Regions from separate parts of the Sus scrofa genome. Here region 2 is linked to region 1. Evidence: chromatin contacts called from public promoter capture Hi-C data. All regions are on one chromosome and are shown on one strand. The core of a region is the stretch at or near the end of the contact, and the rest is flanking DNA. Distances in the headings are between cores, read along the strand shown.

What was found. Promoter capture Hi-C pulls out the DNA fragments that hold promoters and counts their contacts.
Region 2: a promoter capture Hi-C map of liver shows a contact between it and region 1, with 6 times the contacts expected there. The contact joins the enhancer-like site here to the promoter of RPL37A in region 1. A contact is called at or near these places in 3 of 5 promoter capture datasets (fetal liver, fetal skeletal muscle and liver), 31 of 47 Hi-C or Micro-C datasets (adipocytes, adipose tissue, alveolar macrophages and 17 more) and 2 of 2 datasets of contacts at active chromatin or transcription factors (alveolar macrophages and skeletal muscle).

What each region holds. Positions count from the first base shown.
Region 1 is chr15:118,698,827-118,704,665 of Sscrofa11.1, reverse strand. RPL37A (60S ribosomal protein L37a) reads right to left here and starts at 2,468. Exons shown (of 4, transcript XM_021076246.1): 1 at 2,308-2,468; 2 at 1,850-1,978; 3 at 1,192-1,274. The coding sequence starts at 2,310.
Region 2 is chr15:118,849,724-118,855,562 of Sscrofa11.1, reverse strand. It overlaps IGFBP2 (insulin like growth factor binding protein 2), which reads right to left. Exons shown (of 4, transcript NM_214003.1): 4 at 4,578-5,102. The coding sequence ends at 4,938. Among named protein-coding and RNA genes, the nearest start is that of IGFBP5, 25 kb to the left of the region's middle. Within about 2 kb of position 3,307, at least 11 of the 83 cell types and tissues checked have an H3K27ac peak or open chromatin away from gene starts, as enhancers often do. A contact at or near this core is called in adipose tissue, fetal liver, liver and 2 more, where this site is marked.

The sequences.
Region 1 (5,839 bases), core at 1,219-3,718:
GGAAGAAATGGTTGCAAGAAGCTAACTCATTAAAAGGGAATGGACAGACTGTCAGAAGAAACTAATAAATTATAAGATGTGTACCATCAATGAGCAGTATCAAGAAGACGTCTAAAGCAGTAGAACAGACTAAAGCACGTTTTGGAAATGACAGTACATTTTGCCACAATATTCAGAAAGAGCATTTGAAAAACATCCATCCCACCCCACAGGGAAGACATATGAATACTAATTCATTTTACCATCACAATCAAGTGCACCGCACTCCCCATTTTTGTCCTCAAAACCCCACAAGGTGTCTATCTACCTATATATACACACATCTCCATGTTATCATTTCAACATTTTCCAATTATTTTACACTACTTTAATTTTAAATTTAAAAAAATTTCAGGAGTTCCCGTCGTGGTGCAGTGGTTAATGAATCCGACTAGGAACCATGAGGTTGCGGGTTCGGTCCCTGCCCTTGCTCAGTGGGTTAACAATCTGGCGTTGCCGTGAACTGTGGTGTAGGTCGCAGACACAGCTCGGATCCCGCAAGTTGCTGTGGCTCTGGTGTAGGCTGGTGGCTACAGCTCCAATTCGACCCCTAGCCTGGGAACCTCCACATGCCGCGGGAGCGGCCCAAGAAATAGCAAAAAGACAAAAAAAAAAAAAAAAAAAAAATCAACTACACTAGCTGTATCCCTTTTACTATATGTAAGGTACTAGTACTGGACAGCTGTACACTGACTAGAAGTGAAACACCTCAGCCTTCAGGGTCAGCAACGAATTCTACAACTAGAGGTCTTTGGGGGTGGCTCGAATTTTCAGAATTGGATAACCATAGGAGTCCACACAATAACCAGCATAAAAGTCCACAAGGCAATAGCACCTGGTCCTTGTCAGAGCCACAAAACTGAGAAAGTCCAACCACATTGTTTAAAAGGGCAAAGGTGTGGTAGCCCAGATGGCCTCCATACATATATGACAAGAAACAGCCTGCCTTAAGTGTTCAGCAGTCAGCCCAACAGACCTGTACAACATTCCTTGATGACCCTAATGAATGAATGTAAAATTCTAAAGTAATGTGATCACACTTTAAAAGCATTCTTTTGTTTAATAAGAGTTTAAACTAGCCCATTCAACATCAAACCTGGAATTGTGACATGGTCCACGCACTTTCAGTTACGACAAAGAAATAAGACTCACTTGTAGGTCCAGGCACCACCAGCTACCGTTTTCATGCAGGAACCACAGTGCCAGATGCCCACAGCTCGTCTCTTCATCTTGGTCTGTAAAAGACAACCAATTTTCCCTCTGACCAAAGAACAGCCTTTTATATCACAAAAATCTAAGAATCTAAATTACACTAGAATTAAAGCTGGTGTATTTTACCATTTTTTTCCCCTAACTTCAAGTTTTCTGCTGCAAAATTTGCATAAACTGTGGTGATATTTTCAGGGATGTGGAAGATCTGCAACTCCCCCCCCCAAAAAAAACACAAGAATTGCCGGAATACAGTATTTTTTGCACACAATAAACATACAAACATTAAACAAAGATCTCTACCCGACACTGGTAGACAAAACAGACAGAACTGTGTTCCACAAAACTGGTTTGGCTTAAGCTGGGACTGTCAACTGTTTACCCTTTAGTTCCCACTTGTCGTCACAGGAAAAAAAGGTTTTTACAAAATCCAGAGTTATCAACAATACTCTCGTCTTGCAACTGGTTACCAATTATGTGCAATTCTGAGAACCAGCAAACCATCTATAAACTTCCTTCAAGAAGCCTCACTCCGGAAGGAAACCTTCCCTCCCTCCCTCTTCGCCGCGCCCCCCGCTTCCCGGCCCACAGCCCATCTTACTTTGCCACAGAAGGAGCAAGTGTACTTGGCGTGCTGACTGATTTCAATTTTCTTCACCATTTTCCTGAGGGAAGCACCATAACGGGTCCCGTATTTGCCCACGATTCCAACCTTCTTGGTGCGTTTGGCCTGTTAAAAAAAAAAAAAGTTAGGGAAAAACCCAGCAACAAGGACTCTGACCCTCCACACACCATCCTTCCACCCACCCAGCCCCCGCCTGCTCCCCGCTCGCCCATCACATCCTGGTAAAACCAAGGTCCGAGGGCACTGGGTTAACCCAGCCCGGACGCGCCAGCCTTCGCCAAGCCGCCCCAGTCTCCGTCTGAGGAGCGGCGAAGGCACGGAGGCCGGGGACACAGGACCGAACAGGCGAGCAGAGGCGGGTCGGCGCGAAGAAACCAAGAAAAAGGCAGATGCACGCAGATAGACACCTAGGCCTCACAGGGACCAACACTCACCATTTTGCCGCAAACCCGGTCCGAGCCCAGAGAGGAAGAAGGGTTGTGCGCAGGCGCAGTTTTAGGCGGACGAGCGGAAGCGGCGGCTGGGAGGCCCAGCTAGGAACTGAACTCTATGGTTCGGAGGTCTCCTCCCACCCGGTGCCTTCTGGGTAATGTGGCCGACCTTCTTTCTGACAGGTTTACCCTGATTCACAGATTGCAGCAACGGACTGGATAGCAGAGGCACTTTCTCCCATCGGCATTATTTTACACGTATCTCACCAAGTTCTGCAAAACCAAGTATGATTTCCTCCATTTTACAGACACTTCATATTTTAAGTGACTTGCTCACAGGCACTTGGCTTAGAAAAGTGCTTAACTTTTACGACTCCAAATTTCGTCGCTTTCTGTATAATGCATTCTGAAAGCGGCAAGCCCTGTGCAGGAAGCCAGGATAGCGGTGGCGAAAAACCAAAGCTCCACTCTTACATGTTATAGTCCGGCCAGGGGAAGCCATATGACCTCTTTAACAAGTTATAATTTCAAAGAAATCAGAGCTCTGAAGGAAGGAAGATGGTCCCATCTATCCTAGGAAGAGCCTGGGGCTCCCTGAGAAAGGCTGAGACGAGAAAGCTGGAGAGGAATAGTCACGGTCGAGGTTCGTCTGGCAGCTTCTCCCTCCGTCTCAGTTCTGTTTGCCTGCCGCTCTATTTCAGAATCCATCCCATGGCCCTGATGGGAGGGTGGAAGTACGCACAACCTAAGAGATGAGAATCATCTTCTACTTGGTGGACTTTCTGAGGACTTATGTGGGAAAGACAGCTTCTCAGATATTTCTGAGGGACTCCTCCCAAGAAATAAAGGAGGAGCCAGGATTTATAGGAATTTTGGCGACAAAAACTAAATGGTAGGAACATCAAAATATTACTGTTGAAGTTCCCACTGTGGCACAGTGGGATCGGGTGGTGTCTCTGAAGTGCCAGGACAGAGGTTCAATCCCCCACCCAGCACAGTGGGTTAAAGGAGCTGGTTTTGCCACAGCCCCAACATAGGTCACAACTGTGGCTTGGATCTGATACCTGGCCTGAGAACTCCATATGCTGCAGGGCAGCCAAAAGATGAAAAAAAAAAAAAAATTACTGGTCGTTAAAGAAAAAGACATGTCAGGTTAATGAATTTAGCGCTTTTCTATGTGTGGGAAAATGCAAGAGTCTGGGCTTATTAAAATTATTCTTTTGAGAAGTTCCTTTCATGGCTCAGTGGTTAATGAACCCAACTAGGATCCATGAGGACGAAGGTTTGATCCCTGGCCTTACTTACTGGGTTAAGGATCCAGCATTGCTGTGAGCTGTGGTCTCAGACACAGGTTGCAGACATGGCTTGGATCCCACGTTGCTGTGGCTGTGGCTGTGGCATAGGCCAACGGCTACAGCTTGGATTCAACCCCTAGCCTGGGAACCTCCATATGCCTCGGGTGCAGCCCAAAATGGAAAAACAAAAAAATTATTCCTTTGATATGCATCTTAACTATCTAAGGCCAGCATCCCATTTTTCTCCATCCTGAATCCCCCCTGGATGCACAGCTGAGGGTAACTCCGTGATTGATGGCTTGATGGCTGTAACATCCTTTACTGATCTGGTAGGCGACAGTTTCGCCCACAGCCCCATCCTGGGCTGTCAGATCCCTGCCTGAAACCTTAAACCCCAACATCTCAATCTTTAACCACATCTCTTACCTATCCTTCCAACTCTCTCAAAAGGAGCAGCAGAGAAGGGCCAGGTTACCAGTTAAGGTCAGGAAGTGAAAGGTATGTTCAGCAAATAGCCTGGAAACATGTAGAACACTTTCTCGAAAGTTTTGCTGGGAGTTCCCTTGTGGTACAGTGGGTTAAGGATCTGATATTGTCACTGCAGTGGCTGAGGTTGCTGCTATGGCTCATATTTGATCTCTGGCCTGGGAAATTCCACAGGCTGTGGGCAAAAAGAGCAAAAGAAAAAAGAAAGTTTTGCTGCCTTTCCTTAGAAGGTGGTAAGGCCGGAGGAGAGGAAGCTCAGAGAATTTTGAAATAAATGGGTAAGAAAGAATCTGTGACTTAGGAGCCAAGAAAGACCATGAGAGCTGAAAGGGATTCTGGGATTACTTGGCCTTGTTTCCAATCAGAACTCTGCTAACAAATGGCTTCAGTTCACAAATGATTTTGCAGGTGCTCGAGGCTCCTCACAAGTTAGCCAAAGCGACTTGCAGACAGTTACATCCTTCGTACTTCATAGGGTTACAATCTTTGGACCCTTTATGACTTGAGTACAGTACTAGGAAAATCACTGGGGCTCAAAGCAACAGAAATGGTAACAGCACTGCCAGCTGGCATTTGTTGAAAGGCGCCACATCATGGGCACTGTTCTGAGTATTTTACAGGAATGTTCACATTTACTTTTCACTATGGTCCTTTGAAAGAGGAAGAATCTTTATCTTCATTACTAGGATAAAGAGAGGAGGTCTCATGTAATGGTTAGGAACATAGCTGTGGGTTCAAAGCAGAGCTCTGCTATTTACCCTTTGTTGGACCGCTGACAAATTATTTTACTTTTCTCTGTATTGGTTTCCCCAGCTGTAAAATCTAAATAATTGTAATACCTCCCTCATAAAATTGTTGTGAAGAGCCAAGGAGTTAAATACAGGAAAAGTGTTTGCCACAGCGCCTGAAACATAGTAAACAGTATACAGTTGTAACTATTACTGTTATTGTTTCAGATGAAGTTAAGTGCTTTGCCCAAGGTCACATAGCAATCAGTGGTGGAACTAGAACTCAAATCCACATCAATCAGACTCCAAAGTTCTGTCTTTGTGTGTGTGTGTGTGTGTATGTCTTTTTTTAGGGCTGCACCTGTGGCATATGCCATATGGGTAGGGGTCAAATAGAAGCTGTAGCTGCCGGCCTAGGCCACAGCTACAGCACTACCAGATCTGAGCCAAATCTGCAACCTACACCACAGCTCAAGGCACGTCAAATCCTTAACCCACTGAGCGAGGCCAGGGCTGGGGCCTGCGTCCTCATGGATATTAGTTGGGTTCATTACCGCTATACCACAACGGGAACTCCCCAAAGTAAGTTCTCTTAACTGTTGGCTTGTACTCCAGCTCATAATATTTAGTGCACTGAAAAATCATAGCAGAAAAGTGCTTAACCTGATACCGGGTCTCTGGCCTTCAGTCCAGGCCAGGCTCTGTGACTACCTTGTGGTATGACTTACAGTGCCTGCATGGCCTGGAGAACCACCTCCCTGCCTCCCTGCCTCCCAGTAGTGACTGTCTTTACAGTGAGGTGCTGGACCAGATGATCTCCAAGATCCCATCCAGGTCTTAGGTTCTAAGATTCTAGGAAGAGTTTCCAGACTCTGAGTGCTGTTGGGGAAGCTGACTGACCAATTTTTGTTGTCACCATCCTGCAGGATTTTTGGTGGAACATAGCAGTTGTCTCTTTACCTTCCCCCATCTGTTATCCCAGCTCTGACTATATAATTCCAGAGAAAAGGTGAAATGTCTACTTAT
Region 2 (5,839 bases), core at 2,058-4,557, 150 kb before region 1:
CTCTCCATTCTGTTTTTGGACTCGTCTCCCCTCCCTGGCTCCACTTCCTTCCCTGGGGAGCCCAGAGCCCACGGCTCCTTCTGCTGTCTGGGTCTTGCCTGGCCTGAAGCCCCTTGGCCCTGAATAGACCTCCCCTTGTCACTCCTGCATGGGCCCCTGAGCCCTGCTGGAGAAAGTCCCCTCATCGTGCGGACTGACACCACCACAGAGTTCCCAACTTCAAATCCCACCTGGGGAAGCTCTTCATTCCCCTCTTGTCTACAACACCCTGTTGTGCTTCTCTACACACCGTCTTCTTGCAGAGAAAGCCAAGACCCACCAAGGAGAACGTGCATCTTCTCATCGCCATCCCTCCAGAGTCAGACACAAAGCTATTGCCATGTTCTCCCCCGCACCCATCCCCCAGTCAGTCTTCCTCTGCTTCCCAGGGGTGGCCCCCTTCCTTCACTCTCCCCTGCCGATGCTCCTCCATCTCCTCCATCCCCTGCCCCCCTCTCCTGCTGTAGAGCCAACAGAGGAGAGGGAGAAAGAGGGATGGATAGGAAAGTATCTTGTATTTAGAGCCCATGGAACTTGTTCATGGGATAGACGTCTGGATGAGGATGAGGGAGAGTCAAGGATATCTCCTCTATCCAAAGTCCACCCCACCACTCCCACCTCCCAGCAACTCAAGTTCAACCTGTCCAGACTAAACTCAGGTACTTTGCCTGTCTTGTTCTATCTTCTATCCCAAACCACAAGTTCAAAACCAAGAACAAGATTTGAACTCATCATCTTCCCTCCTAAACGACCCCCCTTCACACCCCCTCTCCTTCTCCTCCCCCACCTCCCTCCACTGTTTGCTGTCTCAGAGAATGGCAGCATCATCTGCCCAGCTGCCCACACCAGACCCTCCTGTACCCCAACATCTAATAAGTCCCCAATGACAGGAACCAGCCACCTCATTGACAGCTCTCCCATCTGTCCCTTCTCTCCATCTTCCTTACCTGGTTCAGGCCATGCTCACTTCTCACCTGGATCACTGCCATTTCCTCCTGCTGGGATGTTCTACCCCCTCCCATGTCCTCCAAGTGAGACGTCACAGTCAGAGTTCACTTTCAAAAACACAGACTCAGTCCTGCCCACCCTCTGCCTAAATCCCTTCCTTGACTCTTGAGAGCTTTGGGTCCAAAATTGAAATCTTTCAGCAAGACACCAAGGTCCTTCCTGGTGGGCCCTTCCGCCTGCATCTCCCACCACCACAGGTAGCCTCAAACATGGGAAGCTCTCCCTGTTCACTGTATAGCTCATGCTGGTTCCTCTGCCTGAGCGCCACCACACACACATGCACACACTCACACACATACCACTCCTTTCCCCCAAATTCCTACTCCCTCCTCACAACTCTGCCTTTGCACCCCTCTGAAACACAGATGTCCCTCCTAATTGCGTTGGGCACACCTCCACCACACCCACAGTCATCAAGTGCCTGGTTCCCTCCACTAGAATATCAGCCCTTTCAGGACAGGGCTTTTTCATCTTTTTCATCTCCATGTCCTTAAACCCTAACACTGAGCTTAGGACACAGTACTCATTGCATGCAGGGAGCATTTATTATATGACAGAAATGGTTTTCTAGTCTCAAAGCCATTCTTGGAGAGAGAAAACATCTCAGTATTTAAAGATGAAACGAATGAGGTTCAGAGTTAGAAAAGTGTCCAAAGTCACATAAGTTGTAAGTAGTAGAGTCCGAATTCTCTTCCAAGACTGCCTTACTTCCAAGCGCTTGCTTTCAACCACCCCGTCTTATGTAGCTAGTATTCCACACACATCTGAAAGATGCAGTCACTACAATGGTGATTCTCCAGATTCAGAGGGTGTAAAAACAGGCAGTCTAGGATCGGTCCTGTGGTTCTAAAATTCAACAAACATCCGTAATTGACTCATTCCGGACTCTTGGGACCACCACTTAAACAAATGACTCTTGCAGTTTCCTGTGTTACCACACGGTGGCAGTATAGCACCAGTGTTTGTCAACTGTCCCTCTAACATTTAAAGAGGAAGTGAGTTCCAGAAGGTAAACTATTGGCTTGATATTGTAGAGATCCTGCCCGACCATCTTCCCATATAAGTGCAATTAGCAATTGACCTCAGAAAAAGTTTCTAGGTCATACTATGCGTCGGTCAGTGTGGTTCCTGTCTCTTGGAGCCACAGCCGAAGGGCTGCTCACATACTTGCAAAATCCTTGGGTTTAGGGTACAAGGAGGTAACATGGTAATAATGGAAATGGCAGGGAGATTGAGGCATCCTCAAGAGTACGCTGGAAATATAATACAGAAAGGACCCATGTGTGTTGGCAACTTTGGGGCGTGGGGGCTGGCATAGGCTGATCCCAGCAATGGCCCCATGATAAACATTCACCTTATACATTCCTATAGTTCTCAAAGCACATTCACATCCATTGTCTTACACTGATACCACCCTGTTATCAGCTGGGTCATAGCAAATATCAACCCTACTGAGGCTGAAACCATCCCATTTAACAGATGAGGAAAACTGAAGCTCAGAGAAGGTGAGTAACATAGCTCCAGGGCAGTGGAATCATAAGTTGGTGGGATAGGATTCAAACCCAGGTGTCCAGCATGCTCCTTGCCTCCTCCCTGGCTCTGCGTTGGAACCTAAATAAATACATACATACGTAGAACGACTTGCCTGTGCTCTGCTCCAGAACCCTCAGGTCAGAATTTCTTTTTCTTTCTCTCTCTCTCTCTCTCTTTTTTTTTTGCCTTTTTTAGGGCCGCACCTGCGGCATACGGAAGTTCCCAGTCTAGGTGCTGAATCAGAGCTACAGCTGCTGACCTACACCACAGCCACAGCAACACGGGATCCGAGCCGCATCTGTAGCCTACACTACAGCTCACGACAATGCCGGATCCTTAACCTACTGAGCGAGGCCAGGGATCGAACCTGAATCCTCATGCATACTAATCGGGTTCATTAACCACTGAGCCACGACAGGAACTCCCAGGTCAGAATTTCTGATGGTGGGCAGCAGCAGGAGTATTTCTTTCAGTGCCCCAGTTGATATAAATGTCAGCCAGGTTGAAAAATCGCTGCCTTTGCTGGAAGAGCCAGCATGTCTGCCCCACCCAGGACAGCAGCCATCGGCTGCCAGCTACAGCTGAGGGGACAGTGGCGGGAGCACCCACCAGTGGACGAAAGGAAATCCACAAAGGGACTGCTGACCCACAGGGCACAGATCCAGCCAGTGCCCAAAGCCCTCCAGGCTCTCTCTGAGCATCCTCCAGCTTTTGCCCACAGGGGGCAGTATAACTCAGGGCTGAGCAGCATCAAGGCTCTGGAGTTTGGGGTCCCAGCCCTGGGTGGTGGAGGTCAGGGCACTTGGGGGGGCCTTTTCCTCATCCATGAAATAGAGCTAATACTAGTGCCTCATTTGTGGGTTCACAACGATTAATGAATAAAGTGCTTCAGGGGTGGCCAGACACCAGGTGATGGTGCAGCCTAGCTGCTCTGGCTGGGGGCGGGGAAGGGGGGAGTCTGTCTGCTTTAGGGGACTTGTTTTTCTTCTCCAAGGAGGAATGAAGCTCATCCCACCCCTGGGATGGGCCCCAGGTGTCCCTCTGCCTCTCCTGAGTTGCTAGATGGAAGGTCAGGAGGGAGGGGAACCAAGCAAAGCTGCCTCTGGTCCCCTCCTCCAGGATGGGAAGGATCAGGCTCCACAGACAAGGGGGAGCGCTCCTTCCCTCATGGTCCCCTGCCAAGGGGGGAGCCCCCTGGAATTTGCCAGGACTGGAGGGGCCAACAGAACCAAGCAGCAGAGCTCTCACACAGGATTTGGCTTCAGACATAGGACCCACTTCTGTGCCCCCGAGTCTTGGACAGCTCCTCGGGCCCCTCAGCAAGCAGGCCTGGATTCTCAGAGGTCACACTGTTGTGAATACACTGGCCCCCAACAGCCCCACTCCCTTTTCTGGGGGGCTGAGTGAAGGTCTCCTCCCACACAACTGGAGAGGGAGCACTCCATGGTTTCAGGGGCCAGAGGACCCCAATTTCACTGTTTCTGGGTTCCCTTCCTCTTGCAGCAGTGTCATGGGAATTGAAAAAGGAAGAAATACCAGCCCCACCCCTGCTTCCCCAAGGCCCACCCAGGGGCAGGACTGGCCAGAGCCCTAGCTGGGAGTCCCCAGATTCCTGGGGTTGTGCTAGAAGTTTCCTCCTGGGTTTAGGACTTGGAGTTCCTTTGTTCTCTTTTTTTTTTTTTTTTTTTTTTTTGTGGATTTATTTTTAATAGTCCCAAACTGGAAACATCGAAAGTGCCTATCAGTTGTTGAATGGATAAGCAAATTCCAGTCTATTCATGAATTGAAATACTACTCTGGAATTGAAATACTACCGTTTCCATAAGCCCTTCCCCCTGCCCCACCCATTTCATTCCTGTTGAGTGGACAACCCATTCTTGCCTCTCCCATTTCCCCCAGGGTCCGGGGAAAGCTGAAGAAAACGAGGCTGGTGAGCCCTGAACCTCGGGATCTCCTTCCCAGGGGGACCCCAAAAGATTCAGCCAAAAGACACACACTTTATTTGTCCTTCCTTTAATCTTAAGCAAAAGAGACACAGGGGTTCAAAAATAAAAATTTCTTTTTTCCCCCTCTCCCAAACCTCTACCCCAGCTCCGCCACTGCAGCCCCCTCCCTCCCCAGCAGGGATTCCAGGAGGGAGGGTGCGGGCATCTCCAGCTGGGCATCTCCAGCTGGGGAGGGGGGAAGGAGGGGGGGACGGGTGCCAAGCTCGGTGCTGGTCTCTTTCCAAATATAAATACGCATGTCAGAACTCCTGGAAAATCCTCCCCCACCCACCACGCAAGCACTCTCCCCGCTCTGCCTGCGTTTGAAGAGGGGTGGGGGTGGGGGGGTGCCAGGCACCGGCTGGCTGTGGTTTACTGCATCCGCTGGGTGTGTGCCCCGCGAGCCCCCTGCTGCTCGTTGTAGAAGAGATGACACTCGGGGTCCCCCCGGATGGTGGGGGCCCCCTGGATCAGCTTCCCGGTGTTGGGGTTCACGCACCAGCACTCCCCACGCTGCCCATTCAGAGACATCTTGCACTGAGGAGAGAGAAGTGGAGGTGGAGGAGGCCGCACTGAAATGCAGATGCCCTTCGGCAGGTCTGGGTGTGCTTGCGGTTCTGCAGGGCTAAGGAGCTCCAGCGAGATGCTGGTGCTGCTGGCCCAGGACCATGCTCTGGTTAGTGGCGTGGCTGCTGGGGATGCCCCAAGGAGGAAAGACATAGCCCCCACCTGCAGGGAGGTCCCATCCAGTGGGGGACCAGTGTACTGGAGGTCAGCCCTAGTGTGAGGCAATATACCCAAATGATAGTAAAATCATCGCTAGCACTGGAGTTCCTGCTGAGGCTCAATGGGTTAAGACCCTGACGAGTATCCGTGAGGATGCAGGTTCAATCCCTGGCCTCACTCAGGGGGTTCAGGATCCAGTGTGGCTGTGAGCTGTGGTGTAGGTCACAGATGCAGCTCAGATCTTACATGGCTGTGGCTGTGGCGCAGGGGGGCAGCTGCAGCTCTGATTCGACCCCTAGCCTGGGAACTTCCATATGCCACAGGTACGCCCTAAAAAGAAAAAGAAAAGAAAAATGTTTTTTAAAAAATCAGCTCTAGCACACATCCTACCATGTGCCAGGCATGGTGTAAGCTATCTACACATGGCTTGCTTACAGTTCCTGTCTAACGTATGTATTCATTTAATCCTCACAACCGCCTTGTGAATTAGGTACCATTACTTTACCCCTTGACAGACCATCAGAAGGAAACACAGATGGGTTCAGTAA